3 separate regions of the Gossypium raimondii genome follow, and regions 1 and 2 are each linked to region 3. Evidence: chromatin contacts called from public Hi-C data. All regions are on one chromosome and are shown on one strand. Each heading gives the region's core, a stretch centred on a gene start, on an enhancer-like site or on the middle of the called end of the contact. The rest is flanking DNA. Distances are from core to core; before and after follow the strand shown. Region 1 holds the start of LOC105794724 (exocyst complex component EXO84A). Region 2 has its middle 21 kb from the start of LOC105794737. Region 3 holds the start of LOC105794733.

The links. A called contact is a pair of places that touch in the nucleus more often than the background predicts.
Region 1: a Hi-C map of leaf shows a contact between it and region 3, with 2.3 times the contacts expected there. The contact joins the promoter of LOC105794724 here to the promoter of LOC105794733 in region 3. A contact is called at or near these places in 2 of 2 Hi-C or Micro-C datasets (both in leaf).
Region 2: a contact with region 3 is called in a Hi-C map of leaf, with 1.9 times the contacts expected there. The contact joins the enhancer-like site here to the promoter of LOC105794733 in region 3. A contact is called at or near these places in 2 of 2 Hi-C or Micro-C datasets (both in leaf).

Annotation. Positions count from the first base shown.
Region 1 is chr3:53,915,228-53,919,341 of ASM2569854v1, reverse strand. It overlaps LOC105794724 (exocyst complex component EXO84A), which reads left to right and starts at 1,597. Exons shown (of 8, transcript XM_012624023.2): 1 at 1,597-1,918; 2 at 2,176-2,273; 3 at 2,730-3,777; 4 at 4,110-4,114. The coding sequence starts at 1,790.
Region 2 is chr3:54,214,808-54,218,879 of ASM2569854v1, reverse strand. No RefSeq gene overlaps it. Among protein-coding and RNA genes, the nearest start is that of LOC105794737, 21 kb to the right of the region's middle. Within about 2 kb of position 1,514, the one cell type or tissue checked has open chromatin away from gene starts, as enhancers often do. A contact at or near this core is called in leaf, where this site is marked.
Region 3 is chr3:54,081,651-54,085,902 of ASM2569854v1, reverse strand. LOC105794733 reads right to left here and starts at 2,864. Exons shown (of 2, transcript XM_012624036.2): 1 at 2,253-2,864; 2 at 174-974. The coding sequence starts at 2,674. The coding sequence ends at 533.

The sequences.
Region 1 (4,114 bases), core at 348-2,847, 170 kb after region 3:
TCTTTAAAACATGAGTTGTATAAAAGAGAGAAAACCCATAAAACTGAATGTGAAGTAGTATAGCTAAAAGCCATTAATAATTAGAAATGGAGAGGAGAGGGAGCTTTTGGCACTTGGGTTTGGTAGGTGGAGTTTATAATCGTTGGAAATGTCTTTTTGTCCTTTTTTTTCTTTTTTGAAATTTAAATTTTCATTCAACAACCACTAATAAAAAGGAGAAAGGGGTGTTGCAAGTGCGTGGTTGGCATTTGAGGTGTTCATGGGCTGGGCCGGGCCGGATCAGGCTCAGAAAAAATTTCTGCCTGAGTTCTAGGCCCGGGCTCGGCCTGAAATATGAGCCTAGAATTTTGTCCAGGCCCGGCCTGGGAAAAATTCATAAGCCCGACCCGGCCCGGGCCAAAAAAGTGGTGCCCGAGGCCCGACCGGTTTTTTAATCGGGCCTCGTTTTTTTCCCAAGCCCATATTTTGGGTCTAAATTTTTACCCAAACTCTCTCATATTTCGGGCGGGCCGCCCGGCCCATGATCAGCTCTAGTTGGCATCTTAGTGGAACAAAGACAGAAAGGAAAGATTTGTGGCCAAAACCTTGCCGTTTTTCTCATCCTCTCAAATTATTTTTTAAAATAATTAAAAAGTAATGGATTAAATACTCAACTGGTCCTTGCAATATTGTGTTAGAAGTAATTTAATCTTGATACTATTAAACAGCGGGGAAAAAAGGAAAGATAATTGTTCACTGATTATTGAACCTATTTGTAAAAGTTATAATATAGTGGAAATTACAACAAAAGATAAATGCAGTTGTTACGAATCCATCCTTGATTGTTTTTTGAATCTTTTAAAAATTTAAACAAGTATGCATTTAATTTAAATATAACCATGAGGGATCGATTTAATTGACCCAAAACTTTTAAGTTAATCAAAGTTGTCAAAATTCATTTTATCGATCTAATTCAATTTAAAATTTTGTAATTTCATTCAATAAACTTTATAGAAAACGTGACTAAATTTCAAGGTGCACTGCATAAATTTTAGAGTATATGTATTTAAAACCTCTTTTAAAGAAAAATAAGGAAAAAAATAGATATTTAATAATTTTAAATTTTGTGGGTTAATAACTCAATTTACTATTTATATTATTTTTATAGAGTAATTATTTGGAGTGAACTCCGCCACTAAATATATCTAATTTCAATGCGTATGTTTTGTTACTTTTGTAGTTATAATAATATTGTTAACATGCAAAGATTACTCAATGCTAAAATTTATAAATTTATGCCAAAATTATTTTTTAGCATAAGTTTAAATTTTATTATCTTCTTTTCCTCTAATATATATTGATATTTATATTTGTGATTGAGTTGGTGTCATATACATTAATTAAATCTAATTAACATAGTTAAAAAGTTATCATATGAGAAACTTAATTTTTTAAAGAATTTAAATTTAAATGTATAAAAATATGATTTTAATTAAAATGGTAAAATTAAATGATAAAAAATGAAAAGATCAACGGAAGAATTTTAAGTAAAGCTCAAGACGAAATACATAAATAAATAAAGTAAAGAAATAACGGCTAAAATAAATCTGAAACTAACAAAGCGAGTTCTTCGTTGTAATCCAATAAGAGCAAAACATGCCCGACTCTGCCTCCCAATTTAAGCTCTTTGTTCATCTAAGCCTCTTCCCTTTTTTTTTTTTTTTTAATTTGATTTTATATCTTATGATCGCTTAATGGTGATTTTGGGTTTCCGCTTGTAACATTTGGGTTCAGATTATACGAAACAAAAATGAGCATAGGTGATGTATCGGAGCTTGAGAGTAACCTCACTCTCAGCGATCGCTTGAAGCAGTTCAAATCATCGCAGTTCAACCCCGAGGCTTATCTCCAATCCAAATGCAACAACATGACCGAGAAGGTCTCTTCCTTTGTTTTCTATTCTCTTTAGCCCTTTACCGCTTCCTATCATTCATCAATGCACATCACATATATGTCAATTGTCAAATCATCTTATACATAGATAACAACGACTATATATGTCAGTCATAATGATTTGTGCGATCAAATGGGGAAAAATGATTTGCTCTGTTATTATAACAAGACGGTATAAATTAATTTCATAATATTGGTAATGGTGGAGACATTGAATTTGGTAGATTGTTTTTTTTATCGCAGGAGATAAAGCATGCTTGCTCAAACTTGTTAGAATTACGGAAGGCGTCTGCAGAGGAAATGCGTAAAAGTGTTTACGCTAATTACACTGCCTTTATACGGTAATTCCTTGATCTTTTCCTTTCATTCTATATATTAAGGTTTTTGTTATTCTCTCTCTAAGCATCCTTAAGTATGAGCGTCGGATATCTATATGTGTCTAACATTTAATTTTTTATGTTTAAAGGGGAATAAAATAATCAAAGCAGCTTTTAAAATGTTTATTGTGTTTCGGGTTTCTCAGTTGTCAACATGTTATTGTATATTTTCAGCCCTTCCATTTCATTGTTACCGTCTAAGGTTACTGGGAAGTTGTCTAAGCTTTAATGAATTTTGAATGATTGAAAAAGAAGCAACATAATGATATTTCCCGGTGATCAGTAGTTGGGCGACAGTAGATAGATTAGAGGAGGCCCCTATGTTGGCTGTTTGTAAGAAAATGAATAGCAGAAGCTTAGAACTACTCAGGATGTAACTTGACTTTGCATCTCAAGTCATAGCATTGTTTGCGTTTGAAGTACATCCAAGGAGATTACAATTCTAGAGGGGGAGCTGCTTTCAATGAGGAATCATCTTTCTACTCAGGCAGCTTTAGTTCATGGTTTAGCTGAAGTTACCATCCTTGATTCCTTGACAACTGGTGCTTACGAATTGGAAGAGGAGAAAGTATCTGGTGTTAAAAGTACAAAGCTTAATAAAACTGAGAAGTGGTTTATCAAATTTGAGGAAAACCTTGAAGTTCTATTGGCGGAAAAGAGAGTGGATGAAGCTATGGCTGCATTGGACGAAGGGGAACAAGTAGCACAAGAAGATAAGACTAAACAGAGCTTAAGTCCAGATGCACTCCTAAGATTGAAGAATGCCCTCACTTTGCTGAGACAAAAACTAGTTGATCAGCTTGCAGAGACAACTTGCCAGCCTTTCACACGAGGGGCTGAGCTCCGTTCAGCTGTTTCATCCATTAAAAATCTTGGGGATGGTCCTCGTGCTCATACATTGCTACTCAACTCTCACCAGCAGAGGCTGCAGCGGGGTCTGCAGGTTCTTCGTCCTTCAACCAATTCTTACGGAGGAGCAACTACTTCATCTCTTTCGCAGCTTGTATTTTCAACCATTGCACAAGCAGCTAGTGATTCCTTAGCAGTTTTTGGCGAGGAGCCTGCCTATTCGTCTGAACTTGTAACTTGGGCTGTCAAGCAAACTGAGGCATTTGCACTTCTCTTAAAGAGACATGTTCTTGCTTCATCAGCAGCTGCTGGGGGTCTAAGAGTTGCCACAGAATGTGTTCAGATATGCCTCGGCCATTGTGCTTTGTTAGAATCTCGTGGATTGGCCCTTTCCCCTATCTTAATGAGGCATTTTAGGCCGTGTGTCGAATTAGCATTCAGTGCCACCTTAAAAAGAATTGAACATAGCACTGCTGCATTAGCTGCTGCAGATGATTGGGAGCTTTCTTATGCACCAGCTGATGCACGTTCTATCTCTTCTACTTCATCTCTTAGCAGCGCGAGTATGTCACAGGCAAAGCTTTCAAGCAGTGCTCACAAATTGAATTCAATGGTTAAGGTAATTATTTTACTCCTTCTCAATTGATCCTAACAGTATTTATGGGTTCATTCCATCTTTCTTTTACTTTTATTTTCTTTTCAAATTTATTTGCTTCTTTCTCAAAATCGCCATAGCTTGTGTAAGACCTGTCGGATATGGCAAAATTTTATTTTGGCTTGTCTTCGGACACCTAGTTTTACCAGTCCCATGTTGAAGTGAAGAATGTTAAATTTGATTAATGTCGTGATAAAACACAAGTAAAATACTAAAATGTCCTTTTAATTCTTGTTTTACAAGTTTCAGAATCTTTAGTGTTCCTAATCCTAATTGTGCATTATCTCTGGTTGTAGGCATT
Region 2 (4,072 bases), core at 265-2,764, 130 kb before region 3:
GTTGTTTTTCATGAAACAAACATTGAAAAATGCAGAAAACATTTTCCGTAAGTCATTTTCCATAAAACAAATGCACCCTCAAACTATCCTTTGTTCCCCAAATTGGCCCATGACGTTAAAAAAAATAAGGGTAAAGTACAAAAATGGTCACTAAAATATTGCTTGCGTTCTATTTTGGTCACTAAACTTTAATTTTTTCAATTTAGTCATTAAACTATTTGAAATCAATTTTTTTGGTCACCAAGCAATAAAAGCCATTTGAAATTTGATAGAAGTGTTGACGTGGGTTTTTTTATTGGTCTAATAATAAATTTAACCCTCTAATATTTACACATTCTATCAATTAGATCTTAAATATAAAAAACAACAAATTTAGCTCTTAATGTTTACAAAATTTATCATTTTAGTTTGAATTCTAAAAATTTAATGAATTTATCACTCAATATTTACGAAATGACAAAATTTAATTTTTAAGATAATATTATTGATCTAAAATGGTTAAATTTTACGGACTTAAATTTAAGCCTTTTCTTAATACATGTAAAATATATCATGTACTTGAGAGTGCAAAGTGATTTCTTTTCCTTTAAGCTGATTGAACATTTTATTGCCAACGATTTGGCGAGTAACCACCCCAACAGGAGCAAACATGCCTTTCCCAATAGGACTAGACACCATTTACATTCTTCAACCACTAAGCCATCCCCTCATCACGATTCAAGAAGAAGCACATACACAGATCACAGATATCAGTTTTGAACATATAAATTATGTCCTTAATAAGAATACATTTTCAATACTAACTCATTACTTCTCTATATCTCTTCAATTCATTATTACCGACCAAGTCTTAGTCTTGTATAATACTTTACCATATAGTCCATATATATATATATATATATATATATATAGTCCTTACTAATTCCTCTAATTTCATTCAAGAGCTAAACAGAATTTGCCACCAGAAAAAATCTATTAGAATGAGCCATGAAGGCCACATCATGGTACGTCTAAAAGAACGTTCTTCATAATTTTTCATTGAGAGTCCTATTAAGACATGCCACAAGGGCAGCCCATCATAGTTATGTAATCAAATTATATAAATAATTATAATATTTATATTTTAAAATATTTTTATAAGCTAATAAGTCCTTGTTTTAGTTGGAAAAGGTGAAGGTCCTAGGCCTTTAGTACCTAGGTTCGAGACTCATCGTTTGCAATTTTATGCGTCTGAGTTTAGTTCAACTAGTTCAGTTTATTGACTTTAGTCTGAATTGTACTAGTTTTTAGTCCGATCATATTGTAATGGTTTGATTGTACTTTACCATTCCTCTAACCGTATGGTTCATGGAAAGCTGGAGCCTTAGAAATTTCCTACCATAATATTACTTATTATTGACAAATTAATCCATTTGAAATGGACTTACAAATGATCGTTTTCTTGAATGGAAATGGGCCAAAAATGAAATGCTTAATTATAAGGCTATCAATAATTTAATTTTTGGGCCTTTAGCAAGACTAGGCTTAGCCCAAGCTCCTCCTGCTCTTTCGACTTTTCAAGTAGAAGAAACAACATAAGATGATGTGTAGCTGTTTTTCTTTTAATTAAACATTTCTCCTTCTTAATATTCCATGTTAAGTTAACCAAACAAAATTAATTTCTTTTCTATCCTATTAGGCCTATGTGTATCCTATTAGTTTGTGTTACTTGGACTTCACTGAAAAAAGAAACTTACAGATTTATTGCTAAATAAATAAATAGAACATACTTGATTATAATTTTTATAATATATTTAGAATTTTTATTTTTTATAAATTTCTAATTGTTTTATAATTTTAATATTTTTATTTAATTTTAAATAATATTAAAAATTTAGCTATAGTTTAGGGTCAAATTTATTATTAACCCTTTGAATTAGCATGTCATCCTCTTAAAAAAGTTAACAATGAATGACCAAAATGTAACAATTTAATTAGATTAATAACTATTACGTAACATTTAAAAGTTAAGGGACTGAAACATAATTTTAAACAAAATTTTACTTTTTATTTCTAATATTATGATTGCTTTTACTATCAAAGTTGATGTTACTTGATGCATAACAATTAAATTCAAACATAGAATAATAGAAATTATTATCTACTATATTATTCATTTTAATTTTAAAATATTTTTAAAGAGCAGTGACATCAATGAGTTTACATTATATTATAACATATTCAGATGATTATATAAAATAAATAAATGAATAAGCCTTCAATTAAATAAAGAGCTCGAGGTCTTGAGAACTTTGTACCATGTTTAGTTCAATGTAATGAACCATGTATTCAAACTTAGTTCGGGCCAACCAAAACACATGTGCTTGGCTCATAACATAAACTGTTATGAGCCACTCCATTTAGCCCTCAATTCCATCTGAACTCACATGTCCATCATTTGACTTCTCATTGTCATAAACCATGTATTCATACTTAATTCGGGCCAATAAAAAAATATGAGTTTAGTTCATAACATAAATTATTATGAGCCACCCCATTTAGTCCTCCATTCCATCTTAGCATCGAATGTCCTTCATTTGGTCTCTCATTGTAATAAACAATATGACCATATCTAATTCGGGGCCTAGGTTCAGAACCTAAACTATTATGAGTCATTCTATTTATCCCTCTATTCTATCTAAGTGTTGAATGTCTATCATTTGATTTCTCATTTAAATTTTTAATTCAATGCATAAAGAATGGAGAAAAACTATATTATCCACTATTGCCCCTATTTTTTTACCATCTTCTTCCCTAACCCACGCATATCATTCCATTTCAAATTTTGTCTACAACCAACAAATATTTTTTCTTGAAAAGTTTAATTTCACTCGCAAAGCTGCAATTTTTTTTCTCTGTTTCGATCTCACACTTCATCTGGTTGTATGTCTAGCTTTCTCTCTCCCTTTCTCTTTTAAGTTTAATTGCTTGAAATTGGTGTTTGCTTTGATTTACATTTTCTTTTTAATTCTCTTGCAAGCATTGATTTTTCTTTGCTCAAAATTTACATGTACTTCCTCTATTTAAATTTGCTTTTCTTTTCTTCATTTCCCATGGCATTTTACCTTTCTCGTAAAAATTATAAATGGGTGTGAATTGTTACATTCCACCGTTAGTCAATTGCTCTCCATCATCTTTCCTTTTGACTTCCAACAATCTCATATTCGACAATCTTTTAATTTAGTTTTACAACCCTAGTTTTTATTGGAAATTTTTCCAAATTCTTCTTCTGGTAATATTAAAAAAAAAAATCGTTATTCTTTTCACCGCAAGCTGATGGACCTTTTAAACAACGTTAGGTTTCACTTCTTTAAGAACAATGTTCTAAATAATATGATCTAAACTTTTGATAGTTTAATGCTTATAGAGACTACAAATTTTTTATTATTAATGGTTTCCCTCTTTGAATGTATTAAGCTTGACCATGGGAGAAAACTATAAGGTGCAAAATTCATCATTGAAAACTTAATAAAATAAGTTTTTTTTATTGCCTAAATTCATCATTGAACCTTTAGAACTTTAGGCAATTTTAAATGAATTTCTAATTGAAAGATTTGAAACAATAATTGTAAGTAAGCTGAGCAATACCAGAATGCCAAATGCTTTAGGCATTGGTGAAGAACAAAACAGGAAAAAAAAAAAAGAAAGAAAAAAGAACATTCGATATATTTACGCAGTTAGGTTTCCTTATGTCTACAGGGTCTTGCTCAAAGAGATAATCCACTATCTTAACACCTCGTATAACAAGTGATTACAAGTACTAACACTTACCATATTAACAACCTCACTTTTGCACCTAAGATTTAGATCACTCTCTTCTAAGTTTCCCCCCTGAAAACTTAGTTTGTAAACCAAGTGACTTACTTCATTACGTACTAAATGCACTCTAAAAAACAAGTTCTGAATAACAGAATAAGTGCAAAACTCTTGACACCTTTTACCTAACAAACCTTTCAATATATAAGATCAATTACCATCAATCTTCCCATAAAAATAGCAAGCTAATTAACATATAAAGTATCTTTAATAAGTT
Region 3 (4,252 bases), core at 1,615-4,114:
ATTATCGACCTCAGATGATGACCTTCATAGTTAAGTAATAAAAGATTGCTGATAATTAGGTCACTACCATTTTTAAATTTTTTTGGTGATTCAACCAAAAACGAGTTGGTAATAAACACTTTTTTTACCATATAATATTAGAGAAAAGAGAGAAGAAAGCAGGGAAACATAAATATTAAGAACTAGAGCTTAAGATCAAATTTGATTCAGATTTGGGATGAATTTTTCTATAAACAGATTACATTAAGCCCAATATTTTGCAAAACTACATCCACACTAGATTGATCGTTTCCAGGATATATAGCAAAACACAAAAGGTCTTTCCCTAAACCAAACTACTCCTAAATACAATTGTATATAAATTTCCAATTAGAATAAAAGTAGACACTCTTTGTAACTCTTCAAACTTAGTTTCCTACTTATGCACAACCTTTAGTCTTCACTGGTCCACAAAAAAAATTAAACCTTATTTACATTTCACTTCACAATCAATATCCATCTCGGCCATGGACATGTACTATTTCACTATTTATCACCTCTGCCTCAATGCCCTCCTCAGATCACACTTCTGCTCTGCACTGAGCTTCGATGGAAAGATGATGTCGAACTGGATTTTGAGGTGTCCCCTCTTGCTGGGTTCTTTTGAGATCGGCATCCCCTCGTTCGGGATAACCACTTCATGACCTGGGTTCACGATATCTGTGACCGAGATCGGGAGGGTCCTTCCATCCAAGGTTGTCAAACTGAGGATGGTCCCTGTGAGGGCCTCGAGTAGAGAGATTTTCAGAGTGGCAATCAGATCATTCCCATCCCGTTTGAAAATAGCATGGGGTTTCTCATCTACCACAAAGATAAGATCGGATGGAGTGAAACCCGGTTCCTGGTTTCCTTTCTCAGGGAAAGTTATTTTTGTGCCCTTTTTCCACCCAGGCTTTATATCTATTTTCAATATTTCTTCCACCGTCTTCAGCTTACTGCAAGAGAGATCGGAAAAAAGGAAAACGATTCAGAAAAGCAAGAAAACAACAATCACACCAATAGATAGTTCAAGTGTTGAAAACAATGCAAGTGAAGAAGAAAAAGGAAAACAAATCACAACTATTTGACTTCATTGGTCACACCTTAGACACAAAATGACTGAATTCGAGTCACACAAAAAGAAGAAGCAACTTGCTTTCAACCCCAAAAAACTTAAATATATAAACAAACATACAGGATAAACAAGTAAAATTTCATAAAAGCAGCTAGTATTGATAAAAACGTGTGCTCAGCATACAAGTAAAAGAGAAGGGTCGCTTTTCAACGAAAGAGAGACTCTATCAGCCTATAAAGGTATGTCGACAACAAAAGTAACAAGTAGAGTTTTGAAGTTCTGGCCCTGCTCATCACAATAGCATGCTCGTCTTCCTGATTAACACAAAAGATATAGTTGGGTTCGAGTGATTCAATTGTTTAGAAAAATGATGGTAGGGTGAGAACAAACGAAACTAAATTGGCAAACAACAAACAAACTGGCTTAATATTTTAAGACTGAAAATCTTTACCAAAGAAGTAACGCCAACACCTAACATTCATTCTCTAATCATTGACATGTGATTAGCACTAGCAGCAACCACTTCCAGCGTATTAACATGCTAACATCAGAAAAGAAAAATCCGAGTTCGTGAGGGCAATTTCTTAAGCACTCAACTGATCTATTTTAGGAATCAAATTCTGTAACTATCAATTTATGTTCTCAATGCAATTTTTTATTAGAACTGGAAAACGAATAACTTGAACTGTACCCATGTAAAGCTTAGCAATTGAGGAGATCCCAAACTACCATCAATTTACAGAGGATGCACAAGATGCTAACTGATCCAAAAGTGATTTGGATAATTAATGATGGGTTTCATCAACTTTTCTCTCTAAAGCCGAGAAACAGAAATGACAAACAAAAAAATCCCAGAATTCTATAAACAAAAACCAAAAACCCATCAATTCCTTTCAAAAATCATCTTTCAACATGCATAATTTCTCTGCAACTCTAAATTCAAAAGTAGTTTAACAGAAAAGGAAAAATCCCTTCAATTATCACTCAGGAATTTTCCTTATCAAAAGAATGAAGAACAATCAACACCCATTCCAAGATTGCTTCTTCCCCAAAATTCAGATTCACAATAGGAAGGGTTTAAAACTTTCATCATGAAACAATAAACTCACATTGAAAAAATGATAATAATGATAATAATAATAATAATGCATGTACTGACCCAAATTCACCGGGAATAGAGCGCCAAATTCGCATTCTTCGCCTACCACCTTTATAAAGCTCCTCCAAACTACAAAGCAACTGGGTTTCAACCGGCGACGCCTTCTTGTACCCTTGGCCATTCCTCTGGTCGAACTTGTCGGCCATACCACCGACGCCGCCGGCGCTAAACCCATTGGGGCTGGATGATTCAGCGGAGTTGAGGCCTTGTTCACCGTGAAGATCATAGATCTGACGCTTTAGCGGGTCGCTGAGGACGTTGTAGGCTTCAAAAATTTGCTTGCATTTAGCCTCGGCTTCTTTGTTGTTGACAAGGTTCTTGTCGGGGTGCCACTTCCTGGCAAGGCGCTTGTAGGACTTCCGGAGGTCGTCGTCCGTCGCGTTACGGCTAACTTTGAGAATGTTATAGTAGTCAACTCCCATTTTGAGCTCTCTTAGGGGAGAAAGAAAAGGTTTTCAGTTTTCTGGGTTTGAATGCTAAAGGGGAATGTAATGTTATGGGAAGAGTAAATAAAAGGAAAGAAGAAAAGGGGAGTGGGGCGTGTAAACGAAGTAGAAATCGAGATAGCAGGAGCCGCTGTAATCACGCTTCTTGATTTCCTTCACACTTCCATACGCGTTTCCTTGCTTCTATTTATTTATTGCCAATACCGTTTTGCCACGTTTATGCATTACACTGTACTCCACACATTTTTTTCTAAATATGTCAATTCCAACGTTTAGTCCATATAAGCTATACATTTACTCTCTATACCCTAATTTCCTCAATTTTATTCACTTCACTTTTTCAAATTTTGAATTCTTAGTCCCTATACATTTAATCCTTGTTTTGGGTCTGATTTTTTTGAATTTTGAAATTTTCATCTTAGCACAAATGGTGGTTGTTGAATCTATTAACTAAAATGGCATGATCTTCTCATAAATATTATTTAAAAATGACAAGTGATATAGCATTGTAGGTATGACTAAATTAGTTAATAATAACCAACCATAATTTATAAGAAGGATTGATAACATAATTCAATCTTTTAAATACAAAATAAAAAATAACGTGTTAAATGTAATTAAAATTTGATTTTGTAAACCATATTTGAAATTCGTCATTATCCCTCCTAACCATGTCATCTAAATTCTTCCATATGGAAAGTATCCATTGATGAAAGAAAAAAGGGAGAAGTTGAAGATATTTTTTGAAATTAAGTTTTGATGCAAAATACTGAAATTTTCTGTCACCAATCTTAATATCTATTCAGGCAGTAAATGAAGATATGGTCAATATTAAAGGAGGAGCAGCAGCAGCAGCAAGTTCAGCACAATAAGATGTTGATGTTCAACACCAAAATTTTTTATTAAAAATTATTTAACTTTATTCTAAATAATACTAATTTTATTTTATTTACATTAAGTCTACTTGAAGTTGCAATTTTAAGAGTCTTCAATACTATCACACTTTAACCCTACCTGTAAATTAAATTAATACGAACAAATTATTAATTAAATAAATTTCTTTTATTTCAACGAACAGAACTTTTTTTTTCTTAATTGGTGTGAAAAATATTCAGTTTTTCAATTTCGGATTCTAAGTAGATTTTAAATCTATATCTATGTTATGATATTCGTTATTATTAATCCGCTATCCGGTTACTCGACTAGCTTACATAGTTCGCATAATCATCTTGCAAGTAAACCCCCACCTTAGAATTGACATGCATGAGAGCCTACTTAAGACGTCACATCCAAAAATATAAATAGAGAATTTAACCCCCTTTAAAATCAACAATGTGCGAGAAATATATACTAGTGGAAAAGGAAAAATGAAATGTAGTAGTTAAATTTTGAGACGTAAGGCAAAATCTTATTTATTTTGTTATTTTATTTAAAAAACCATAAACGAAAGCAAGAGCACACAAAAGCAAACATATTCATTTTGAAGGAAAATCCATGGATTTAATTTCAAAATTTGCAATAACCCACATACATTTGTGTAATCATATTTTCATC